Regions from separate parts of the Gossypium hirsutum genome. Here region 2 is linked to region 1. The links are chromatin contacts, called in public Hi-C maps. All regions are on one chromosome and are shown on one strand. The core of a region is the stretch at or near the end of the contact, and the rest is flanking DNA. Distances in the headings are between cores, read along the strand shown.

Region 1 (3,435 bases), core at 134-2,633:
TCATTCTAAAAATGAACGAATGAAAAAAATTAAAAGTCTAAGATATACATGTGAATCACCAGAATTAGAATTGAGAAAAAAAACTAAAATAATTTATTTTATAAAATTGGACGATGAAATAAATCTTCTCTTAAAAATTCTCATCAATCTTTTGTTGGTAATTTTAAAAAATAAAATAAACCTGATTCTAGTGGGTGATTAATCACAAATGTTTTCCAAAAGAGCAATAAAAAGTTCATAACTTTTAAAACCGAGAAAGGCAATTAAATTCTTTTTCATTTGCCACTGGGAATAAATTAGCAATTTGTGTAGTAGTAGCTTACCATGAACTGATCGAGTTCTTTGTCGTCCGCAACCAAGCCCTGGGCTGCGCCGCCGAGAGCGGAGTACTTGGCCACCACGTGCTGCGACTGATCCAGCTGAGCGTCAATCCTCGGGAGCTGGTCCACCGGCGTGGCGATCCTAAGACACGACACGTGCGCCGACAGTAGCTGCTCGTACAAAGGGTGGGCTAATATCTCTGCCTTGCACCTCGTATTTTGCCAATTCACCGCCGCATCTCCTCCGCTTTGCACCACGACGCCTTCGCTCTTGTTCATGGTCTCGCTGTTGCTGTTCTTCAATTCCCCAGATTCCACGGCGACCATGGAGTCCCCACCACCACCTCCTGCTGCTGCTGCTGCGGTGGCCGCCACGTCTTCGATGACATCGCTGTGGTTGCGTTGAAGAAGCGAAGACGACGAGCGCGATAGCCACCGGTTCGGGGCTTGGTGACCCGCGGCGGTGGAGTCTGAAACAGTTTCCGCAATATGAAGGTTGAGGAAGCTCGGGTGATCAGAAAAATGATCACCGTGGGGCTGCGGTGGTGGCTGAGTCTGCTCCGAACGGAGGAGGGCGGCGTTTAACCAATTGGGACCGCCGGTTTCCGGAAATTGCGCCGGTTGTCGTTGGTGGTGGTGGTGGTCGGCGAAGTGAGGATGGAGAGGAAGGTCTTGGGAGGAAAGGTGGTTGTGGTGAAACGACATGAATGTAGCCAAATCGACTGCGCCTGGATGATTATGGATTCATGGTTGTTTTTATAGAGAAATTTGTATTATTGAAGCATAAGTGAAAAAGGTAAGAAATTATTACGAGTACTGAGTTACTGTAAGAAACGTGTTTGATGGGAGAGTTTTGAGAGAATTGGAAAAGTATGGTTTTGAAGGAGAAGCTATTTTCAGGTCAAGAAATCTTGCTTATGTAATGAGAGGCCACTCTTTTCATTTTTTCCTTATTTTAATCTCTATTATGAAAAATGGTGGAAGGAGGTGAGGGGGACCGAGACCTTTTTTATGCATTAGAGGCCAAAACTAAAGTGTCCCTGTGTTGATTTGTGACAATTTTAAGGTTGGGTTCCTATTAATTTAAATATTAAACTCTTTGCTGTTGTAATATTGAGGTTAGATTTTGTTATATGCCTAGGTTCTACGTTGATTTCATACCTTTGTAATTTTCAAATTAAATTTATTAAAATTTTCTATTTTATTTCCATATATTACTTATAGAAATATGAGTCAATAGATTTAACGGCCACATTTGTGTCAAAACGAAAAATTTCAAAGTTTGAAAAATATAATGACTAAGAACGATCTACGACTTTACGCATTGCACAAGACTAAACGCGGAATTTAACTATTACCTTTTGGATTACGATTAAAATTTTGAATTTCGAAAAACATGAAGACTAAAATTGATCAAATTAAATTCACAATATGCAATACTTTGAACCAAAAGTTCAACAATTAGTCTCTAAAGTAAGTAGATATATGTACTGATTATTCAAAATAACTATATAAAATGGATAAAGTAAATTTTGTAATCTTTTTCACCTTGGTTTTAAAATTTCTTTTGCTCTACATTAGTCTCAAACTTGACAATTTTTCTCAATTTATTCCACGAACTTGAATTTAGTTAAAAGTATGACGATGTGCTATTAAAAGGATATAAATTTTGTAGTATTATACAAACATATCTTTACAAAATCCAAATTTTTTTGTTACTTTATCCTTTTATAAAAGATTGGTTGGAGATCAATAATTGAAAGCCAGTATTTCTTGTTTTATTAGGAAATGTTTTATAATCTCCAACACATTCAAAAATGTCATAGTAGTTATAGCATTTAGGTAACTTTGAATATATATTTTTAAATCATTTGTCACTATAGCATAGGCTCAACTGGTAGATTAAACCATGATTTTGATATTTTTATTAAGTTTTAAATTTAAAATTTAATTTCTATAATTTAAATTAGATGTTTTGGTCCTTCTACTTTTAAAATGTAATTCAAATTGACATGTTTTGATACTTCTACTTTTAAAATGTTATAATCATCTTGTTATAATGTAAATTTTATTGGATTATGTTAATTGACTTTGATTTTTTTTAAATATGTTTAGATATGTTATTAGTCCCTATATTTTGATAAAATTTGAAATTTAGTTCCTATATTTAAAAAGTTATTAAGTCTGACTCTTCTAATTTAAACATCTTAGTCCAACATTAACTTTGTTACTATTCTTTGTTAAAATTTGTCAATTTGACATAGTAGTTACGTTGCCTTCATAAGATGTGATATATCATTGACGAAAAATAAACATGTTAACAAACTTTGACAAAAACTATCAACAATAATAATGATTGAACTAGGATTCTCAAATAGTACAAGTAGGAGGATTGAATTTTAACTATAAAAGTACAGGGGAAAGATCACAAATTTTGATACACAGGCAGTACAACAAAATATTGATAATGTTAACAATATGAACTACCTAAATATTATAAATATAATTAAATAAAATTATACTGAATAAAAGTACAAATACAAAAATCCTAAATTTTAGCATTGTAGAGGAACCAAAAATTAAATTTTGCATAGTATTTAAGATTTATTATTTGATACACAGGTGGTGGAGTTTTTTTAGCTTTAAAAACGAGATTAAAAAACTATCATGTGTCATTTATATGTGGGTTAGTATCTGATACACCAGCAATGTATTTTTTTATTCCATAAGTAGCTCTAAAAAATTGACATGTGTTTTTTTAATATTTATTTTTAAAAATTATACTATACTCTTGTAAGACACTTACCAACCTCTTGACACTACTTGGAGTTTAAAAAATCCAGTGCAGTATACCTTTTTTTTTTCCATAACCAACTTTAAAAAATTGTTATATAGTTTTTTTCTTAAATATATATTTTTAAAATATTTTACTATACCCCTATAAGCCACTTGTCAACCCTCTGACCCAGTTTATGGAGTCTAAAAGTTGCACTGGTAGTGTACCAAATGAATTTCCTTATTCTAAATATCAATTAAGGACATTTGTCTGCGTCTTAATCTCACTTGTGGAGTAAAAAAACTCTACCGCCCATGTATACTCAGAGAGATTCTTGCA
Region 2 (3,292 bases), core at 536-3,035, 73 kb after region 1:
TGTTTATGATAAAAAAAAAAAAAAACTCCCCTCATGTGTTTTGTTTCCACCGTTATGCCTTTGCCACAATTCATCACCTGTTTTTGTTTTAGATGTTACGAATATTGTCGATTTGTGACGTCTTTTTGGTGCTTTAGTTCTCTATCTTTAAAAGTAAAAGAAAAAAAAAGACATTATAAATACATGTTACCATAGTGAATGATATCTCGATAGTGTTGATAAATGTTAAGGGTTTAGGACTTTGAGCGTTTAGTTTTGAATCTTGTCATACGTAGATATCATTCATAATTTTTTAAGATTTATTTTGGATTTCAATGCCATTATATATGGTCTCTATCTAGGTTTATTCTAATTTTTAGTTTGATTGTGTTTTATATTAAATTGATTCTAATTATATTTATTTGGACATGTATTATTTGTGATGGTACTATGGGAATTATTAATAATTTTAACTCATCCTGAGAACCCTTCTTCCTTATACTTCAACTTTTTATATATTATAGAAATAAATATTAAAATTATATATGAACTTTAACTTAACGTGCAATGTTCATATATGAACATTAATTTAGGTCAATTATACGCATAAACCTCTTCTTTTTTATTCAATTATACGTATGAAAGTTTTATTGTGATTTAATTATACACATTTATAATATATATAAATCTATTTTTTTTAAATTTATATTTAAAACATTGCACATTGGTTGTCAGTGACTTCAAAAAACTAAACAAAAATGTATTTTTATATTCGCACAAAAATCTAAACTTGTGTATCATTATCCGTTTAATTAAAGTTAATGTATAGTTTTAAAATTTATAACATCAAGTGTAGTTAATTATAATTCCTAGGGTGATTACATCAAATTGTATAAGGGTATGAACTACAAAGTTTATACATCTAAATAACCTATAGGTAGAATTAAATATTACAAAGTATAACACAAACATAACTATAACTTACATTGGATCAAAATAACTTTGGACAACATATAAAAAGTCCATACATAATTTACGCAGTGTGAAACTCAAACCTAATCACTTAAAATCTCAACTTTTGTTAACATCGTCAAGATCTCATTGACATTTTTTTATTTCTTATTTTATCATTGAAAAGAAAGCATTGCACATGGTTTATACAAGACATTGAACAATGACCAAGTGATAAGGGTTTGATGCCTCTTAAGTAAAATATCAAGTTTGAAACTTGTGGATTTTAAAATTTAAAGGGTTTGCCTCACTTTTAGCATTTGACTTACAAATTTAATTGAGATCCAATATAATTACGAAAAAGTATAAGACAAAAGAAAAAAGGTTCAATATATTATTTGGTACCTAAGTTTAGCTTCAATACTCAATTTAATATCCAGACCAAATATCATTATGTAGCCAATTAACATTTGATAGTATGCTCCAATAAAAATATCATATGTACTTAATTAGGACAAAAAAAAACTCAGGTATCAAAATTGAATATTGAAGTGAAACTCAGGTGATTAATTGGGACAAAGAAAAACTCAAGTAACAAGTTGAACATTAAGCCAAACTCGGGTGCTAAATTGGGAAAAAACTCGTGTATCAAATTGAACATTATAACCAAAAACAGGTACCAGAAAACATATTAACCCAAGAAAAAACTTTTGGAGGAGTGAAACTTTCGGGACAACATCAAGCTGTCCGAATAGTTAGTGAATGGTTTATTAACGAACACGTGTCGAAACCTAAAGAGTCAGGTGCAACCCGGCCTAGGTATCGTGGAGCATCCTTAACGCAGAAATGACGTGGCAGTCAACATCAACCAATAGGAAGTCGTCACGCTTATCCATTGTCAATCACTTGCATGGACCCACACGCTTTATGGTAATGATGTTCTAGTAATTTCGATAATCAAATAAAATCCTTCCTAAAAATATACAAATTTAAAAAACAATAAATTTATTTCAGAAATAAAAACAATCAATAAATAATAGTGAGAATTTTATCTAATTAAGTAAGTTGAGATGTTTTGGATCTAATAAATTTAGGTTTTAAATTTATTTTTGATTAATTTTGGATTTGGGTAACGAATGATTTAGAGTTGTTCTAAGTTTGGGTCCTTCGAATTTGAAGCTTGAGTTTTTTATTTGAGTTTTTTTAAGGCTTAGTTTAAAAATGTTTCTTAAAAGTATTTTTGGAAAAAAATATTTTTAAAGAGAAACAAAAATTTTCAATTTCTCAAAAAAATGCTTTTAGACTAATTTTTTTTTATTTATGAGAAGTACTTTTTTTTTCTCAAAAAGTAACTTGTTTAAGAATGCTTTTGTCTCAAAAATGCTTCTTAGAAGTAATACTAAACACACCCGAAGTTTTGACCGCTTTGGGATTAAGTCATTTTAAATTATTTGTTTAGGTCATTGTGATTTCGTTAGTTTTTGTTTAAATTATTTCGAGTTTTAAGTATTTTGAGTTCAAATTATTTTTGGGGGATTGATCAATTTTTAAATTTAGATTAAATTGTTTCGAATTATTGACTCTTTATAATAAAATTAAATTGGGTTAAATTTAATTTTATACTAAGTTAAATTCATGTTAAAATAGATTGCAATAAAAATTGTATATAACAAAATTATTAGAAAAATATTTTTTTATTGAATACCATTTAAATTTAATTAAGATATTAAACTCCACAAACAACAACATAATTAGAAAACCTGTTTGTGTTCTTGCATTATGTTTAAACTTTGAAAAAGGAAAAAAACTTATATTAGAAAAATAATATTTAATAAAAATACACTAGACAACTGAGATTTTTTTCTATATATATATATATATATATATGAAATAAAAAAGATTAATTAGCAAAACAATTGAGGTTGTAGATTAATTAGTAAAATGGTAGAATAATATTGTTTAGAATTAAAAATGGGCAAATATCATAAATAGTCCATTTATATTATCAAACTTTCCTAATAATTAATTTTAATTAGTTTTATTTTTTTTTCTAGTTTCAATACAATATCGATAGATTTCAAGTGTCAGACTTTGATGAGAGGTACAAGATTATGTCATGAGATCAAATTTTATTATTATGATTGAGTTTTATTGCTTACGTGTATAAAAAAAGTAGAAAAACAAAAACACCCTTATAACAATATAACTTATATAAATGGTATTTTAATAATTTATTAACTGAGTTGATGTTTAGTTAACTTATTGCACCAATTCAATCATGGACTTAACATAAACTAGTATACCTATTGTACACGTATGCATGGAGAAATCACATATTTATAATATAAGTATGTATTTAAAA

What was found. A called contact is a pair of places that touch in the nucleus more often than the background predicts.
Region 2: a Hi-C map of leaf shows a contact between it and region 1, with 3 times the contacts expected there. The contact joins the enhancer-like site here to the promoter of LOC107942303 in region 1. A contact is called at or near these places in 22 of 34 Hi-C or Micro-C datasets (anther, callus, fibers and 5 more).

Annotation. Positions count from the first base shown.
Region 1 is chrD06:23,991,945-23,995,379 of Gossypium_hirsutum_v2.1, forward strand. It overlaps LOC107942303 (homeobox protein knotted-1-like 3), which reads right to left and starts at 1,384. Exons shown (of 6, transcript XM_016875950.2): 1 at 324-1,384. The coding sequence starts at 1,025.
Region 2 is chrD06:24,064,881-24,068,172 of Gossypium_hirsutum_v2.1, forward strand. No RefSeq gene overlaps it. Among protein-coding and RNA genes, the nearest start is that of LOC107962917, 20 kb to the right of the region's middle. Within about 2 kb of position 1,786, at least 4 of the 9 cell types and tissues checked have an H3K27ac peak or open chromatin away from gene starts, as enhancers often do. A contact at or near this core is called in hypocotyl and leaf, where this site is marked.